Regions from separate parts of the Danio rerio genome. Here region 1 is linked to region 2. Evidence: chromatin contacts called from public HiChIP or PLAC-seq data. All regions are on one chromosome and are shown on one strand. Each heading gives the region's core, a stretch centred on a gene start, on an enhancer-like site or on the middle of the called end of the contact. The rest is flanking DNA. Distances are from core to core; before and after follow the strand shown. Region 1 holds the start of si:dkey-174i8.1. Region 2 holds the start of zswim8 (zinc finger, SWIM-type containing 8).

What was found. HiChIP or PLAC-seq counts read pairs in DNA pulled down with a chosen protein or histone mark.
Region 1: a contact with region 2 is called in an H3K4me3 HiChIP or PLAC-seq map of gastrula embryo, with 3 times the contacts expected there. The contact joins the promoter of si:dkey-174i8.1 here to the promoter of zswim8 in region 2. A contact is called at or near these places in 2 of 4 datasets of contacts at active chromatin or transcription factors (embryo and gastrula embryo).

The regions. Positions count from the first base shown.
Region 1 is chr13:25,249,742-25,252,441 of GRCz12tu, forward strand. It overlaps si:dkey-174i8.1, which reads left to right and starts at 1,414. Exons shown (of 3, transcript XM_021480786.3): 1 at 1,414-1,907; 2 at 2,588-2,700. The coding sequence starts at 1,648.
Region 2 is chr13:24,980,025-24,982,724 of GRCz12tu, forward strand. zswim8 (zinc finger, SWIM-type containing 8) reads left to right here and starts at 1,318. Exons shown (of 26, transcript NM_001145707.1): 1 at 1,318-1,769. The coding sequence starts at 1,592.

The sequences.
Region 1 (2,700 bases), core at 164-2,663, 270 kb after region 2:
TTATCCAATTCACCTATACCACAGGTCTTTGGGCTGTTGGGGAAACTGGTGGAAACCTACGCAAACACTGGGAAACATGCAAACTCCAAACGACCAGCTGAGACTCTTGCTGGAACCATCTTGCTGAGGCAATTATGGTATCCACTTAGCCACCATTCCGCTCAAATAAAAACACATTTTTCATCTTTGGTTAAACCAACCCTTTAAAAATATGTAGTAAATAAACAAAAAAAAAATAAGAATAAAAAATGATCAACTTTACAGTAGCATTTGAAGCTAAGTTGACTCTTTTTAGTAAATCACCCTGTTACAGTGTCGAAAACAAATGTTTCTGTATCTTTCAAAGTGAAAATGGTCTTAAAAAGCTTAATTATGGTACATAAATTATGACATTGTTTTTTCATACAGGTTTGGGCCAACATGAGCGCAAGTGAACTATCCCTTTAATTGATATGCAGCTAATCAGTGCTTCATAGACTACATTCACATCGGTGTCAGTACAACAGATCAGTGCTTTTCAGTACTCATGTTCACATTTAACATCACTCAGCATGTATACACGGAAGTCAGCCTCTGTTCTAGGAACTCATTATCAGGTGAAGGCCTTTCTGTGGTTCTGGGATAATTAGAGGATCAATGAAACAATATGTTGGTTTTTGTCTCACCAGCACAGCTTTACTTGTGGTGTAATACACTTACCGTCCAGGTGGTGTCAACAGTGTATTCCCTGAATTCTTCATGATTCCAAAATTTCCAAGATTCCACTTCACAATAAGCTCTGAATGCACGTCATGCAGTAAAACTAGATTTAACTGTAATGTTAAGTTAACACAGGGTTTCTGTAGGGTCTTAATGTCTTAAATCTTAAAATCCAATTTTTAGGCCTTAAAAAGTCTTACATTTACTGAAATATTGTGCTGTAGGTCTTAAATCTTTTTTTTTTGAACAGGTCGTATTTTTCTTTGTTCATGTATTGCTGCTCAATCTGGCCAAAGATGCTAAAAATGTAATGTAAAATATTTTAATTTTTAAATAATAATGTATTATTGTATTTTTAAATGTATTAAATTATTTAAAAGAAATGTTGATATGGCAAAAAAAAATCTTTTTCATCTGGGTCATTTGAAAAATTTCTTAGTCTTTAGCCCTTTATGGGTCTAAAATTCCATTCATATTGCTCTCAAAATGTCTTAAAGTGTTAAATTTAACTCTGTGCAACCTGCAGAAACCATGTCACAGAATAATCTGTGAAAGTCTCAATTTGAAATAATCTTTGTTTTGCTTTTTACACTTGTATAGTCTGTAATCCTGATCCTGTGAGTGAGAGCTAGAGGAATGTAACATTGTCCTGTTAGAAGACAGCAGTGTTTACTTTTGGACAGTTCATAATGTTACTCAGACGTACAGTATACCATCCTAGCCTCACAAACCGAGAAGAACAAACTACAGGCAAGATTTCATTTATCAGCACTGGCTTAAAAAAATAGCATTTTTACTGGGGTGGAAGAACTAACTTTATGCACTATGATGGATCACAACAGCAAGCCTTTTCTATTAACTTGGCTTGATTCATTTGGAAGTCAACATTTACAACATTAAAAGTCGTTATTTAATAGACCAGTGAGGTGGTGGATTGACGTTCACATTATGGATGTGTTGGGACTCGGATTCTGCTTGCTTCTAGGACTAATACACACTATAGAAGGAAAGGTCGTCAAACGGGGTAGAGTTCCCCCACATATTGTTTTCGTGATGGTGGATGACCAAGGATACAATGACATAGGGTACCATGGCTCAGAGATCCAAACACCCGTGTTGGACCAGCTGGCTGGCGAAGGGGTGAAGCTGGAAAACTACTATGTTCAGCCCATCTGTTCACCCTCACGCAGCCAGCTTATGACTGGACGGTAAGAGACCCACTTTTTTGTTATAATAGCACGACTTGGTTAAACAAAACGTTAAACCATTTGTATTTTAATGAGAGACATACTATTAGACATAATCTTATTTAGATTATACTATTGCGTTTATATTTTATCACGTTCAATATTAGCAGGATTGTTGTTATGTTGTGATTAAAGGTAACACTTTATTTTGATGGTCCATTTGAGTATTAGTAGACCGTCTGCTTAATATCTGTTGAACTGACTATAAGAAACTTTTTAAGTACATATCAACTTACACTAACCCCAACCTCAACCTAACAGTCTACTTAAAATCTAATGAGAATTAGTTGCAATGTAACTTAAATGCAACATACAGACCATGAAAATAAAGAGTGACCTATCTTTTTGGTATAGACAAGGGTTCATTCTGGTCATGGAGTGCCCCACTACGCTGCAGAGCTTAGCTCCTGCCCTAATCAAAAACACCTTAAGCCTAAAGTTGAACTCCATTTGCACTTAATACATAAAAAGTTGCATGGAAATGAATGTATTAGCTGAGCAAACTAATCAAAGTCTTTGGAGGTCATAGAAAATGACAGGTCGCTGAGTTTGATCAGGGTATGAGCTAGACTGCATGGCAGATTTGAGAAACTCTTGATATGTGTTCTGTCTATCACATCACCGCTTATCTTCTGCTTCAGGTATCAGATCCATACTGGTCTTCAACACTCCATCATTCGTGCACGTCAGCCCCTGTGCCTGCCCCCTGACACGCCGACGCTCCCTGAGAGGCTCCAGGAGGCTGGCTACAGCA
Region 2 (2,700 bases), core at 68-2,567:
TTATCATTTAAAACTCAAGAATTGTGTTAAATCAAAGAGATGAAATGCATAACAGGTGATTTATGATTTATTAGCAACAGGCCACACTCATAAACAAATAACTGTCATACGTTTATATCATGCGGTGATTTTTGGAAGCTTGTTTGTCTGGCTTTAACGTCGAGCGGAAGTGCGGATCAGCTGATGCAGAAGAGCCATCTTCATCTTCCCGAGCCGAGCGGAGCGGAGAGAGAGGAGAGGAGGGGGGCAGGACAGAGAGTACAGGGGGATCTCGACTCCAAATTGTCAGCTTTAAAAGACATTTTGGATCCAGAGAGCGCTGGCTGCTTGCAAACGGGGGACTGGAAGAGAGCTGGCCGGTGGCACATGAAGACAAGCGGATGACAAGCTTTAACACACAAAGGAGAAGACAGATACGAGGCAGCTAGAGGTGGCATAAAGACAATTAACATTAAATATGTTTTCCACGGATGGACGTATGTCCTGGTCGGGGGGTCAACTCTGCATTTTAGTCGTCTGATTTGACTGTAAACCCACTTTGAGGCACAATGCTGAGATAAGAGCACTGGCCGGTCGTTTGTTTTGGGTAACCCAGTGGATCGACAAGACTCGGATTAGGGACCAAGGCTTTTGTGCCAAAACGTCAAAACAGCGTTATTCCGTCTGGTTATGTGTAGGGGCATAAGCACATGCCGTGTCAGCGCTTATTTTGACAGTTTTTGAATTGTTTGCTATTTCGGGCTAGCTAGAAAAGCTAGCAGGCTAACCCGACTAGCTTCTCGGAGTTAGCAGAGCTACCTCGATCGAAATAAAAACAACCGTACCAAGGGTTGTTTGGGGTTAACACGGGTTTGCCGTTGTGAAATGGCCTTATTTAAGTGAAATAAACCCGCGGTGGGTCATTAGCTGTACTTGGGGACCTGTTTTTGTTTTCTTCACCGCTCTTTTGTTTTGTTAGCCGTGGAGCTGCTGAGGGACTCGAGGCTCAGCTGATAGGACAAACAGAGGAGAGGGGGTTTAAATGAACATTCGAGTGAAAAGAACTCCTGCTTGCTAATAAGCCCTGAACTTTACTGACAAGGAAGTCACTACAGTTAATGCTGTCAAATAACACAACTTGCTATGCAGTTCGAAAACTTGTTTGCAATCAGACCACTGTAGAGGGGGTCAAATTTATTTAAATCGTGAGAGGTCCAACGACACACCTTTTAGGGTGTTTTCGACTTATAAGTTCCTACTTGACAATGCAAGAACACTTATTTAGGGGGAAAAGTTATACGTCTAGAGGTTTATTTGAGTTTTAGTTATGGGTTGTGTCAGTTTTTTTAAGAACTAAAGTGTTTTCAGCAATTTGGGTGAAAAAATATGGATTAACTCCACACTTGAGATTCACAAATGCTCAATTTAAAACCGTAAATATCTATTTCTAAGACAGACACAGTCTTCTTGAGGGACTTCCTAGGGCCCCTCACGCTGTGTTTGGGTTGAGTGTGAGTTTCCCCTCCCCCTGGGCGAGTGTCACTCTCTCAAAACAACAGGAGCGCACAGGCACGTTCAGTTGAGGCGTCCAGGTCTCCACACAGCAGATGTGATGGAACTGATGTTCGCTGAGTGGGAAGATGGAGAGAGGTTCTCCTTTGAAGATTCAGACCGTTTTGAGGAGGACTCCCTGTGCTCATTCATATCAGAGGCAGAAAGTCTCTGCCAGAACTGGAGAGGATGGAGGAAACAGTCTGCCGGCCCAAATTCCCCCACTGTGAAGATTAAAGGTAATAGAGGATGATTGTTTCTATGTGCTGTCATTGTAACATGAGCACACCGTGAGTTGGCTTGACTGTACCTTTGACCTTTAGGATGTATTCTTAACTTATGGACAACATTGTCACATGACCCACATGTTTAGACCTACCAAGTCAAACTGTGGCTCTATACATCTCCCTGCTTGGCTAATTTGGTAATAGAGGTGAAGTTGGTTTTATATTTGCACATTCAGACTTTCTGCTCAATAATATAATTTCAGAGAAGTATTCTTTGCAAATTTTAAATAGTGAAATCATATTAGCAGCAAATGACTATTAAAGTACAGCATTGTTCACAGTCAATTACATAGTGCTAATATTGATTTGAAATCATCCTTGCATGCTATTTCAGACTCAATATACAACTTAGCGTGGTAAACATTATATGGGCCATTAAAGGAACGAATGTGCGAAATATCAAACCTTCTTACCTCAATTAATTTGGTTAATATTGCCATGGTTTGGAGCTGTTGTTCATTACTTTTTTAATTAAACATCTCCAATTATATACAGACAAATGTGTCAGATATTGTGCAGAATAATCTAAAACATTTGTTAAACAGTTACATGCAAAAGTAACTGTAGATGATATAATACAGTTTCAATTTGTTATATTGTCATATTGTAGGGGACTTGTCTATCTGTCATACATTTTTCTCCATCACTATTTGGCAACTAACACAATTAAAGAACTTGACATCGTAGTACTACTGCAGAAGTTTGTTCAGCATTTAGAATGTATTTGCTCCAACAACAAAATATTATGTAATACATTCGCCTAAATAGGAACCTCAATTAGTTAAGTCTTTGTTGTTGTTAATTTGTTTACTAAAATGCTACTGCATCAATATTCAGTGCAGTTTCCTGTCATAATTCCTTTAAGGAAGTCTATTAGAGCTGT